Regions from separate parts of the Mus musculus genome. Here region 1 is linked to region 2. The links are chromatin contacts, called in public HiChIP or PLAC-seq maps. All regions are on one chromosome and are shown on one strand. The core of a region is the stretch at or near the end of the contact, and the rest is flanking DNA. Distances in the headings are between cores, read along the strand shown.

What was found. HiChIP or PLAC-seq counts read pairs in DNA pulled down with a chosen protein or histone mark.
Region 1: a FOXA1 HiChIP or PLAC-seq map of pancreatic cancer cells shows a contact between it and region 2. The contact joins the promoter of Pitpnm3 here to the promoter of Spns2 in region 2. A contact is called at or near these places in 2 of 484 Hi-C or Micro-C datasets (both in embryonic stem cells), 1 of 115 datasets of contacts at active chromatin or transcription factors (pancreatic cancer cells) and 1 of 9 other capture datasets (embryonic stem cells).

Annotation. Positions count from the first base shown.
Region 1 is chr11:72,133,994-72,141,090 of GRCm38.p6, forward strand. It overlaps Pitpnm3 (PITPNM family member 3), which reads right to left and starts at 1,896. Exons shown (of 20, transcript NM_001024927.2): 1 at 1,661-1,896. The coding sequence starts at 1,682.
Region 2 is chr11:72,488,137-72,494,990 of GRCm38.p6, forward strand. It overlaps Spns2 (spinster homolog 2), which reads right to left and starts at 1,784. Exons shown (of 13, transcript NM_153060.3): 1 at 1,290-1,784. The coding sequence starts at 1,659.

The DNA of each region.
Region 1 (7,097 bases), core at 646-3,145, 350 kb before region 2:
AAAAGACCCACAATCCAATTCATAGGACCTGGGGCTGCCCTTCTCCCAGAATGAGGAGGGGAGTAGAAAGATTCCTTAGCATCCAAAAAAACAAAAGCAAAACAAAACAAAACCAAAAAAAACCTTGGTCTTGCATCCAGGCTCACCTAGACCCTCCCAGCCATCTTCAGGGAGCTATTTGCTTCCAAGGGCTTTAAAAGGGGAGTACCTTCCTACTTCTCAGAATCATGGGGCAGTAAAGGGCTTAAGTATGTTACCTGGTACACAGGTCAAGAAGAGATTTCTCTAACTACTCTTGCTACTGTGGTGCCCTGGCAAGAGACCTGGATCCGGACGTCCAGACCTGTGCTCACACATGAGCACATGTAGAATGGGTAGCAGAGACGCATGCTCTTCCTTTATGAAGAGCAGGGGTGGGGAGGGACCAAGGCAGGAGAAAGAAGGGAGCAGAGAGCCTTTTCCAGCCTCCTGGTGTCATCTCACTGTGCCTCCCTCGGGAGGGGAGGGGAGGGAAGTGGGAAAGGGGGTGTTTAGATGCATTTGCTTATGCTGTCTCACACAAACAGCCTCTCCCTCACAGGATTCCTCTGCCACACCTGAGTCACAAGGCCAGTCCATGCCAAGGATTGGGACCTGTCCCAGGGTCGCAGGCAGTTCAATGGCACTCACATCTAGAGTGCGGGCAGGTGGTCATGTTCATTCCATCTTTGCCATGCCTATGGGTGGAGAAGTGGGGTTCACACCAGGCCCCACGGGGATGGCATGGCACCTGCCAACGTCACAGGCTGGGAGTGAGTTCATGGCAGATTCTCACACGCCAGAGCTCCCAAGCTCAGGACTGTTGAGACCAGCCTCATCCATTTGTGGCCAGCCCTATGAACACTGGCTTTCCTCAACTTGGCCTTTTAGGGCACTGTAGGGGTCCAGGGCACAGAGTGGGGAGTCCGGGGCTAAACCTGGTCCCCTCCAGGTCCTAACCAACTCACAGGGCCTGACATCAGAGCAGATGCTGGTGAATGAACGCCTGACTGGATGAATGAAGGGACGACTAACACCTACTCCCTGGGATCCTTGGGCTACAGCTCTGAGCTTGCAGGAGAGCCGAGCCCATGGGACCCCAACAGAGGCCCCGCCTGCCTAGCCCGGCACCTGAGGCTCTGCCTCTGGGTCAGGTGGGAGGCGGGGAGGCTCCCCAGCCATAGTGTACCCCTCCAGCGACGGGACCAGTAATCTGGGTCTCTTAACCCAGCTGGTGGCAGGGGCGGGGGACTGTCGCATCCAAGATAGAGAGTGACAGGACAAGGGGGCGCGTCCTGGTTTGTTGGGGCGTGGGATGGATCAGCGACCGCGGGACATCCCCTTTGGGTTCCGGTGCCGGGGTCTACTCCCCCGGTCTCCCGGAGGGCAGCGACAGCTCCGAACTGCCGACTGGACTGAGGAGCCGTGGACCTGACCCAGTGCAGCGGGGCAAGCGGGATGCGGTGTCCCACGAGGTGACTGGGGGCGCGGGAAGGACGCAGGGCGCGCGGAGCCCCTTATGCACGCCCCGGGGTCCGGGCGGGTCGCCGCGGTCACTGTGCCTCCGCCCACCTGGTTGGGGGGCTCACCTGGGCCGAGCGATCCCTCCCGCCACCCGCCGAGCGCCCCGCGCCGCGCTCACCTGCGCTGCCCGCCTTGGCCATGTCCCGGGCGGCGGGCTCCGCTGTGCTGCCGGCGCTGCTCGCTCCCGGCCGGGCCCCGGCGCCTTCGGCCGGAGCGGACTCTCCGGGCGCCGCGCCCCGCGCCCCCGCCCCGCTCGCTCGGCCGCCTCCACCGCAACCGCCGCCGCCTCGCCGCTCCCTCCCGCTCCCTTAAAGGAGCCGAGCGGCGACCGCGCCGCCCCCCCTCCGCGCCGCCGGGGAGGGACTGACGACGGAAGGCGCCCGACACCGCCCCCGCGGGCCCGCACCCCCGCCCGGAGCCGCGCGGCCACCGCAGCGCGCGGGAGGCGCAGCCCACTGATTGCGGCCACTGAGACCCCGACCCTCGCTGAAAGACAGACGTAGACAGACTCCGGATTACAGCTCGGAGACGCTGCGGGCCAGGCAGGGATGAAGACATGGACTGCGAGCCTGGGGCGCAGTGACCCTGAGACAAGGCACCAGAAAGAGGCGCTCCTAGGGCAGAAACACCCTTGGGAGAGAGAGAAATTCAAGGAAATCGGAGCTGGCTAGAGTCTGTGAGGACAGGGAGAGCAAGGAAGACCAGGACCCAGGAGACTGAGAAACCTAGAACGAAGTCTCGCAGAGATGAGAGGGGACTTCTCCATCAGCTCCCAACTCCAGGGATGCTGGATGCCTGCATCTGCTCTAGTCTCAAGAGAGGAAAGCTTTTGTCCTTTAGCACTAAAGGATCCGTTAAACCTGCAAACCCCACCTGCCAGTAAACGCTAAGCAGAGTTTGTGGGGAGCCTGGCAGAAAGCAGTGTGTCCCCCTAACACTTTCTCACAGAAGTGCTGACATTCTAATTAGCGGGCCTCCTGAGACATTTAAATTGTGGTTTCTGCCCACTGCAGTCAGGGGATCCACAGGAGATGGTCAGTCGTTTTAGATGGGGCCTAGAAGGTAGGGTCCTGGAGAGAGCAGTCGGCTCCCTAGCTCAGTTCCAGGCGAGGCCACTTCCTCCCTGCTGACGGTTAGGGTGAGGGCTAGGCTCCTTAGAGGACTGTTGGGCCTTCCCTGAAGCCTGTTTTTCTCCCACAGTCTGCAGCCAAGCACCCACACTGGGCACTAGACAGTTCCACCCCTAGGCCAGCCAGGACTTAAGTGCCCCATCCACTGCCCCATAGAAACAAAGCACACAAGGGGCCTCTACGGGACACACCCATTTCTGGGCTTTGACTCCTTCAGCCTATCCAGGTTAATCAGCCTTACACTCCCTCTTTAGTCTATCAAAGGCTCAGCCTCAGGCAAGAGTCTTCCCGAAACTTTTGCACAGAGCTAGCAGCAACAAAGTTCTTCACCTCAGCGAAAGGAAGTCTGTATCGCCTACTCATGGACCTCTCCCTGCTTTCTGATGCCTCATCTACCAAACCAGGCTTTCCTAGGGTCCTCTGTGCAGACCGAACAACGTGCCTTCACTCACGACAGCTAGCTAGCATGCTTTGACAAAGATTCTCCATCTTAGTTTTAGCTATGACTGTCTCACCTCTCAAAAAACCCTTTAGTCCCAAGGACTCCAGAGTGGGACAGCAACACATCTTGTAGACATGGAAGTTCAGAAGCCCCAAAGTCCTGGATCCAAAGCTGTTCACCATCTCAGGCCACTGGCTACTAGCAGGGAGGGCACGGATACCACCTTTCTACCTCTAACTCTGGAGTGCTCCCCCATATTGGAACTGCAGTCTGTGTGGCTTTCTGTGTGAACTTTTGTTAAGTCTGGATGTACCCTCTGGGGTGTACTGTGTCACCCCACTTTATGCAGAGGAAACAGGCTAAGACAATTCACTGTCCTACAGAATTCCATTTCAGGCCTGAGCTCTGTCCCTCTGGGTCTCCTCCTTCTTACACTTCCCTGAGGCTCTGGGAATTTCAGAAGCTTAGCAGTTTGTATAATGTCTCCATTTGGCCACCTGGTCTGTGGGTCCATAAGTAGTGACAGTGGACACCACTGACTACAGAAGACATAATGAACCTGTCACAGAAGGGACACAGTTAGGCCTAAGTACCTCCCCAGGTTGTGGCTCTCAGCAGGAACAGTGACCACAGGTTGACAGCAGTCCTGTTTCCTGGCATAGCTGTGTGTGTGTGTATGTGTGTGTGTATATATGTGTGTGTATGTGTGTGTGTGTGTGTGTGTGTATGTGTGTGTGCATGTATGTACATGAGTAGATGTGTATATGAATATCTGTGTGCATATTCACATGGACACAGACCCAGGAAAACATATCTGCTTACTAGTGATAGGAGCCCCTAAGACTTTCCTCTCTGAGTTTGTCCATCCCAAATCCTAGACTACTGGCCTTGGGAAGGGGTGGGTGGACCATACAGGTGAGGTGCCAAGCAGATAGGTACTTGCAAAGCATCTCACATTCTATAAGCAAGCTACCTGGCTCCCCCTCTATGCCTTCCCTGCAACCCCTCCCAGTGTGAGGCTCCCCTGAGAGGTGGGCATGGAGCCCAGTAGGGCTTGCACAGCCTGGCCTCTCAGGCAGCTTCTTTGCACAGACCTGGAGTGACTGTCAAGGCAGCTCTGGCCTGCCTTCAGACAGAGCAGACACATCGGGACTCAAGGCTGTTAGATTAGCTGGTGGGAGTTAACTTCCTGTATCAGAAGAATTGTCCTTAATTGAAGAAAAGAATAACTAGCAATTTGCAGCAGCTGACCTCACTGCCTGGTGGAGGGAGGAGTTGGAGCCTGTGGTGTCTCCTAGGCCTCCAGCTCCTAATGAGACTGTGACTGTCTCTGGGCTTCCTTCTCTGGGTTCACAGTGCTTCTGCCATGATAGTGGCCAACCACTTTGCAGCCAGCCCAGGCAAATATTAAAACCTGGATAACTGGAGAGAAGGAACAGGGGCCAGACTAGGCTTAGGCGCAGATGTGGTCCAGGTAGGTAGGCAGAGGGGGTCTGGTGTCGGGATGATCCCTTCACTAGCCAGACCCTAGGCTTGACTACCAGTCCCGGAGAAATGGTATTCAAGTCTTTGGAATAATAAGCAAGAGCTGGGAGCCAGCGTGACCACAAGGAAAGCCAGGCAGGCAGGGCCCAGCTCATTTTCTTTCTGGACTTGGTTGTAAAGACTGATAGAGTTGGGCCTTACCACACCATCTGGGCTTGGCTACGGCGTCTGCTCAACTCTCCAATGGCAACTCTCAAGAACAACACAGTCACTCAATAGAGCCACTGTGTCTCTGCCACCCTGGAACGGACTCTACTGGGTGGTGGCCTTGGGGCCCCATCATGCCTGTTAGCAAAAGTATACCTGACCAGCAAGCAGGGGGCCATGTGGCAGGTTCATGGCAACTCACAATGGCCTTTGCAGCTGGGACTCTGAGCCACAGCCAAGATGAGATGAGCAAAGTTGGGCAAGCACATCTGAGGCCTGGTACCCTTTCTCCATGTCTCTCCCAAGCTCCCAGCTTGTGTTGCCACTTGGAAGTTTCCACAGCCCCATTTCTCATTTCCCCCAGTGCCCTTCCTTGCCACTAATGCATCATTACCCTTGGCAGATCCCTTCTTCAGGGGCCTTCTGGCTGGCTTTAGCCCTTGTCGGCTTCTCTTTACTAGTTAACTCCCCAGACTTTCAGATCCCTCAACCGCCATTCATGCCTACAGGAACTGCCTCAGTCACAGAACAGTGCCACACCAAGTTGCTCTTAGGGATTCCTGGGACATCTCTGGGAGTAGCCAGTCTGTTCTTGTCCTCATCTCTCACTCTAGGCTGCCCTAGTTCTGCCTGGAGTCCGGGACAAAGTGTAGTGCATCCTATCCTTGTGCCCTTCCTTCCTCTCCTTCCTGACAGCTAGGACTTATTGACTGTGTGCGTCCACCTTCATCCCAAGAAGGATAGAACCATGCCTGTCCTAATTTCCATGGTGAGAGCCATCTCCCTAGTTATGTGGGTGTCCATGGCCTTACCCTCAAGGCAGATACCATAAGGAAGGCCTGTGGCACGCAGAGGCTCTTGAAGAAGTAGAAAGATTCTTTTAACATCAATGCCGAGATCCCGGTGTGTGAAGATTGCAGGCAAGACAGACCCCTACCTCATAGAGAAGCCAAATGTATTTTCTGATTAGTGACTTCCTTCACACTGTTCCCACCAGAGAGGGCTGCAGACACTAGAAGCGACATGCACACCTTGTGTATTCAAAGGATGCTGGGAACAACCTGCTGAGTCTGTTGAACTGGCCAAATGTGGCTACCATCCTAAGAATTTAAAGAAAGCTGGAAAGAAGGGAGGAGGAAGGAAGGAAGGAAGGAAGGAAGGAAGGAAGGAAGGAAGGAAGGAAGGAAGGAAGGAAGGAAGGAAAAGGAAGAAAGAGAAAGGGGAGGAAGACAGACCTGTTGAGCTGAATCTTGTCAGATTTTAAAAATATATATATAAATATAATAAACATATATAATATATAATAAACATATACAATATAAGAAACATATTATATGCTATATAATATATAGTTATATGCTATATAACTATATAACTAACCAGAGACCCAGGTTAGGAGGCCCCCAGCACTCATATAATGGCTCACAACTAAAACTCCAGTTCCAGTGAATCTGATGCCCGCGTCTGACCATGAAATAAAGTAAGTAAGTGTAAAACACTTCACATAAATATTCTTTATTGTCATGGCCTATGCCACACCCCCCACGGCGAGCATACAGAGGCAGTTCTCTCCTCCCACCACTCTGCCGGGTCCAAGGATCACACTGAGGTCACCCAGCTTCCCTGGCAAGCATCCAGTAATGGATGACCCGTCTCACCTGTGCTCTGTCAGGATTTGACTTCAGGAACTGAGATTTTTTTCCCCCCACATCAGTGGTCTTCCATCTGACTGAGTGGGTGGTGCTGGTAGATAAGATTTTGGAGAGGAGGTCTCAAGAGGTGATGGGTGAGTTTTTCAAAACAAGAGGGTATCCGGGGAGACAGGTGGAGTGGATGCAGCAGACATAATCGGAAGGATGGTAGAGAGAGTTTAGTTCATACAGCTGTCCAGTTGGCTGTGCCAGGACCCCCTCTTCCTGCCCATGGAATGACGCCCACAGTTTTTCTGTAGGTGGGCCTGTGCTTTGCATTTGTTTAAGGTCCAGACTGTTAACACTGGCCCCAGGCAAGTCCTGCTGTTTTCCAATTATGTCTGGTGCTGGGAAAAAAAAAAAAAATCTCAAAGTCCCAGCAGCATTGGCTTTCTGCTGGGCACTCTTGGAAGTGCCCAGCAGCACAGTGCTGGGACCAGCACATCTAGGTGTTCTGATATCTGACATCACTTCCCCCAGGCCTGCCTCATCTCACACACACACACACCCTGCTTATTTATTATGGATTCCAGAATGCAGAAAATCAAACGTAGTTGTAGATGATAAGGTACTGAAGAGGCAGTACATAAGTGGTAGAGG
Region 2 (6,854 bases), core at 534-3,033:
ACACAAAACTATCCAAGATAGGAAAAGACTAAGGCCCCCAAAAGAACACCCAAGTACCCAGGTGGCATGTGGTTGTGTGGTTTATGTCAGGGCTCTCTTTTCCCAATCATCCCTGAGTTTTCTTTAGTGAGGCACAAAATATCCAAATCATCTCTCTTCCCCTTTCCTCTCCCCTCTTTCATATTAGGTTGTGGGATAGAATGTTGGGTCCCCCCCACCACACACACACACAACTGCACTCCTCCACCGGGAGCCCCGGAGACCAGCCTAACCAGTGTTTCTTTTCAAAGCTACATTATCCTCAGGCAGGGCCAGCTCTAGGACAGGTCCCTACGTCTTGACCCCTGTGAAGACAGGGAGAGACGCCAGCAGAATAGAATCCCAGAGTCACATCCACACTAAGAGGCCCAGGGATCAATCAATTCACAAACGGAAACAGACCTAAACACAAGCTGAAACTGGCCCAAGGTCACACACACATTAAGCACATTCAGGATAGAAACCCAGTTGTATCCATTTCAGTCTCAAACCTGGGGTTGAGTCGCAGAGATGCTCAAGGAGCATGAGGCTGCCTCTCTTTAGACCAACCCCCCCAGCCCCCGCCCCCAGGCCTATGCCCTGCTCCAGGCTCCAAGCGCCATGGAGCAGAAGGAGGCGTCTCCAGGCCTCAAGCCAGGGCCAGCTGCAAACCGCATCCTGGGTCCCCAGGCGGCACGGACCCGCCCCGCCCCTCCCTCGGCTCCCCGCAGGCCCGAGCCTTTGTCAGCCACGCGCTTACAAGCTCACACACACATATCCGCGCTGCCACGCGCGCGCACACTCCGGCTGCCTGGCGCACACCCGCAAGAGGCGCACACACTGGCCGCACGCATGCAGGGGGGTGGCTGAGACCGAGGAAAGAAGGAACAGACGGGCCGTGCAAGCACAGACGGCCTGGACTAAGGGAAAAGGAGGAGAGGCCGGGGAACCTGCGGCTGTGGAGGAAGGGGGCGCACAGGCGATAAGGCAAGAGAGACGCAGAGGAGACTCTGGGAGGACAACGGATGAGCCGTCAAGGGCTTGGCGAAGGCTCACAAGCTGCTCCAGGGGTGGAAACTCCACCAATCCCTAACACGGGGAGCGTGGGGTGCTTTGGATTGGACCCATGGAACGCCAAAGCATCGCTTGAACAGAGGGTCCTTAGGGACTCTCCAGAGGGCTTGGATCTAGGGAGCTGGCAACCAAAAGCTCCCTAGGGCATCTGGGATGGAAGGGCCCTGGTCCTCGGGCTAGATGGGGCATTTGCTCACCTGCCACAGTGTACCTGTCCAGGTAGTTGAGCACGTTGCCTAAACTCAGGATGGCAGCAGCTGCCCCCCGCCCTCGGCCTAAGCTGGCCGGTTTGGGCTGCGGCGCGCTGGGGCCCTTGGCAGCTGCTGCGCAGCCAGGGGTGCTGGGGATGCTGGGGAGTCCGGACGGGACCCGCCTCACGCTGCCGGACAACGTCTGCACCTCTTCGTCGGCGGACACGACTCCAGCGCCCCCAACACCCCGCGCCCCGCAGCAAGCGCTACCTCCAGCCCCTGGCTGCGCCCCCCGGCGCCGGCGCCGCCGCTCGGCGTCCGCCTCCTCCTCCTCCGCGCCGCCCGCCGCCGCCGAGGCGCATTCCAGGCACATCATGCCGGCCCGGGCCGGGGCGGCGGGGGGCGCGGGGGGCTCGGGGGACGCGAGGCCCAGCCCGGGCCCGCTCAGTGCGTGCGCGCGCCGCGGAGCCGCCGCTGCACCATCCCGGCCCGGCCCGTCCGCTTCTGCGCTCGGGCTCCAGCCCTGGCTGCGCCGCTGCTACTGTTCAGTCAGTGAGACGCGCGGCCCCGGCGGCTCTGACAGCTGCGGCCGGCCCCGCCCACCAAGCTCGTGTGCCCAATCACCTCCGGGCTCAAGCCACAGCCCCGCCCCGCACGTGCTGCCCCGGGGGGTGCGGGGGCGCCTGGCCGCACAGCCCCACCCGCCTGACGGGGGCGCAAGTCACGCAGTAGCGCTGCGGCCACGGAACCCTCGGGGATCAGGAAGCGATTGCGGGGAGCTGCAGCACCGATTAGGATTTAGGTGAGGGAAGAAGGGTACCCCAGACCCTACTCAACTTCCACCCTGCCCCTGCGATGGGAGAGGACCCCTGGCTGAGGCCGAGGAAGGCCCATGGCTTAAGCTACGCATTAAAAAAAAAAAGTCTCAGATGGTCAAAACTGGGGAACCTGTTGTAGAGCTGACTCCAACAGTTACTCACCTTAATTCAGTCTGTTTAGGCAGCGCTGCCTAAGAAACATGATTGGTGGACCCAGGACACAGACCTCATGAAGGTCCATTGCTCTCCTCTATAGAGAAGCACCTCCATGCTATGACCTGGGCTCACTCTGACCATATCTCTACCCCCCATAGAGTGGAGCTTGTGAGAACCAGGGCTCGGATTAGAGCCCAAAAGAACCAGGAGGGCCTCCTCAATGCCAGGCAGGGTGTCCTACACCTGTAACCCCAGCGTTTGGGAGGCTGAGTCAGGAGAGATCCAATCTCAGACAAACGAGAAGGAGAGGGGATGGAGCAGAAAAAGCCTTTGAGGGGGGTACCATCTCCCCAAAACCCTTAGTGAAAGTTGGAAAGCTGGATCCTAGCCTATATCTGCTCTTGCGTGTGGCTTAACATTGGACGAAACCTCTATCTTTCTGGGTCTTTGTTTCTATTGGGGGAATATAGTCCAGGTAGTTGAGCACGTTGGGGGGGGGGGGGTTGTCAGTTCTGGAGAATGGCTAGGTAGCTTCTGTGTAAAGAACAGTCTTCTCTTGTAAGTCCATCATTTGGGAGGCAGAGGCAGGTGAAACTCCGAGGTTCCAGGCCAGCGAGTCCAGGCCAACACGTCTCTAAATAAATAAATATGTAAAAGGAAAGAAAGAAGTTAAAACCCAGTATAGCATGTTCTCCCTAGTATGTGCCAAACCCTTGGTTCAAATGAGAGAGTCAGGGGAGACTTAATTCAGCCCCTCAGATATCCAGTGGTTTCTGTCTGTTTCACAGACAGACTTCAGGTCACCAAGGTGACCCGTCATAAACAGACAACTAGTCAATGGTCTGGTTGGTACGAAGCCAGGGCCCTGAAATCATCTTGCTAGTGCAGGCTGCTCCAGAGCCCACGTCCACAACAGGAACATCTTGTGAAGGTGTCAACCACAGTGAGTCATGGCATAGCCAACGGATGACAAAGCATAAGGCACTCAAGCACACACACACACACATACACACACACACACACACACACACACACACACACACACACACACACACGAACACACACACACACTCCACTGTCTTAGTGAGCAGAGTTAATCCCCAAGCTGGTGTTTCTTGGCGCCTTCAAGGTGTCTTTTAAATTCTGTGAACTGACTAAAAATATGCTTCGGCGTGTTGAGTATGAATGACTGTGACGGAAGGTTAGGAAAACAGATTTCATTCTGAAAGTTGCCTGCTGCCTCTTTCCAGCTGGCTGGATTCTGGCCTGTAAAGTCAGTCGGGGGGCGGGGGTGGGGGGGGTTTCAATGCGTGGCCAGGGATAACAGGTGATTAGCAGACAAGCACAGACCCAGAAGCTCCATGGGGCCAGATCTGTGTGGCTGTGCCAAGCGAGAGGACCATGTCTGCTGTGGATGCTGCCCAGCTGTGTATCTGTGAAGGAGGCTCTGCACGATGGCTTTGCACTCTACCCAGGCTGCGTCTCAATTTCCCACCCCTGAACTCTCACCCTTTCACAACCCTGGCCTGCAAGGCCAGTTTTGGTTTTGATCCACTGCCCTTCATCTCCACCCCTGGTTGAATTCTAGAGTAGGAAAAGAGGGCAGTCTTTTGAGTCCTTCATATGTGGGGCCACCAAGCAAGCCATCCATTCCTATTATGAGACTTCTAACTTAAAGGCAGTTTCTGGAGTTGATCCTGTGTAAGATAAAGGGCCCCAACCCATGGGCAGGGCGATAGAAACAATAAGCTCTTTCTGGCTGTGTGGCTGCGCACAGATGAGGGCTTTGTGAGAACTCCTGGCAGCATCCTAAGACCATAGGATGGGCCTCTGGGTATTGTTTGTTTTGGAGAGGGGTTGAGGTAGAGTCCTGGCTGTCCTGGAACTCACTGTGTAAACCAGGCTGACCTCGAAACTCATAGAGGTCTGCCTGTTTCTTCCTCCCAAGTGCTGGGATTAAAGGTATGAGCCACTATGTCCTTCAGACCTGTGTGCTATTATTTCTGTCTCTGTGGCAAGGATACTGAGAGACTCTGGAGAAAGAAGCAGTCTGCCCTCCTAAGCTCCTAAGCTCTCTTATGGCTACCTCCTAAGTCAGTACCTTCCTGGTTAGCCATCATTCTACCCACATCTTCTTCAGAACTCTTTTCTTCTGGACAGGATGAGAATCTGAACTCAGCAGTGGCTCCAGGACCTTCTGATATTCATTCATCTGCTCCACACTGTAACTGCCACACAAGAGCTAGCACATACCTATAATCCAGAACCAGAGAAACTGAGGCTGGAGGATTGCAAGTTCCAGGCCAGTGTGACCCACACAGTGTGACCTTTTCTTAACAACAAATTCCAAAACAAGTTAGGTCAGAACATTAGGTGCTATTACTCCAAGGATAACTATATTTGGGAAACGGTAGGGTAAACAGAGATATTTCCTTATTGAGAGACGTCTCAGATCCTTTGCTATGACTGTGCTGGCTAAATTTATGTCAACTTAACACAACCTACAGACGTTTTGGAATAAAGAACCTCAACTAAGTAACTGCCTCCACTAAATCGGTATGTGGGCAAGCCTGGGGTGCATTTTCTTGATTAATGATTTATGTAGGAGTGCCCAGCCCACCATGGTGGTGTCATCCCTGGGTAGGTGGCCCTGGGTGCAATAAGAAAGCAGGCTGATCAAACCACAAAGGACATAAAGTAAGAAGTGTTTCTCCATGGACTCCGCTTCAGTTCCTGACTTCAGGTTTCTGCCTTGAGTTTCCACCCTGACTTCTGTCAATAATGGACTGTGGTGTGTAAGTGTAAGTAAAATAAATCCTTTCTCCCCCAAGTCGTCTTTGGTCACGATGTTTTGTCACAGTAATGGAAACTAGCCTGGATAATGAGTGTGTGCATTGCAAGTCTCTCAGAAGCAGGGAGAAGCTACCATATGCCCACAGACAGTTTGTAAGACTATGATGGCTCTACGGCTCTACAGACCATTCTGTGAGAACATACAATGAGCTCCATCAAGGCTGGTGATCTAGAGATCTGTTCCTCTCACCTCTGGCATCTCCACATGGTAGCATCTCCCTGGCTTAGGCTGTGGTAGCTTCTCTTATCACTTGCACGCCCTTTGGGCATCCTTCACTTACACATGGGGTCTCAGTGATCGCACATCTGTTTGTGATACCCTGACCACCGCTCTAGATGGTGCTCACCATCAAGTCACCCAATGTCCCAATTATTCTCCCAACAGTCCCCCGACACCTTAAGCTATCCTCAGTGGAACTCTGCATTCTCCCCTCTGATCTGCTTCCCATTGAGGCAGCATTTATCTTCTGACCCACAGTGACAGCAAAGAGAAATCCTTGACTGTCACTGTCTTACTTGCCCCCTTATTTAGATAGAGCCCGTCCAGTCTCGCTTTCAGTGGTTCCCACTGCCCACTGATATATCTCAGACCCTTCAGATGCCTCACTTGGAATGCCTGCCCATATCCGCCTCCAGGATTTTCTCCCACAGTGATTGTTAGTAATTTTCCAAGCCCTATCTGTGGTCCTATCCCTGCCTGGCACAAAACCTCTTCATAGATCTTTTCATAGCTTCACAACTCTTTCTAACCCATGTGTTTCTGGCCTCAGAGCCTCCTACATATCTCTGGCACATTATCTCATGGTAAGGGATCTGAGACACCGCTCCAAGGACATGGAAATCCTTGAATTGACATATACTTTCTGGAGCCTGGGCAAGTGCAAAAATTGGTTCATTTATTTGTAGTCCTGATCCACCCTTTACCAGAAAAGCCTTTGGTCGGTAACTCAATGATGGTTCAGGACCACGGAGAGCGTCTCATGTACAACCCACTCCCCTGACCCTTTAGTTGGGCTCTCCCTGTAGTACAAGGCCTTGCAGGCTAGCTCCTGTGTCTGGTTCTTCACAAACCCAGTACAGGCTTGACTTCCTCATAGAAGCCTTCCCTGACCCACCTGGATGACCAATCATTTCCTCCTTGGGGCTATGTTGTAATGTGTATTCCTCCATCACACCAAACTCATTATTCTGATTATGTTGGTATGATTCCACCACCACCACTCCACCCCCAAAAGACATGAGCCTCAAGGTCTCATCCCCTGTCTGATTCATCTTCACCATCCAGTGCAGAGGAGGTGCTTAGAGAATGTTTGTTGATTGAATGAGCAAATGACATTTAGCAGGTGCAGGAAATATGTGTTGATTTGTGTTGTGTATCTGTCGCTCTGGGTGATTCAGAAACCAGCCAGATTTCAATCCTTGTATCTCTAGAAAAGGCATTTTCTCCCTGGTGACTCCTCCCTCCATCCTAGAAACAGCTTTCCTGCAGGTCACCACCCTGGCTGGGAGAAAGCATGCGTACTCTGACCCTGCTCTTGCCACACTGACAACCCACTGGAGTCTCCATCCCCCAGCCTGGGGCCTGCCTCCTGAATTTTTCTCTGAACATTTCATCTCGGTCTCTCTCCTGCTCAGAACAGATGGCTCTGAATCCCCACTCATACAGAAGTTTGTGTTCCGTTATTTTATTTATTTTTTTCCAAGACAGAGTTCCTCTGTGTAGCCCTGGCTGTCCTAGAACTCG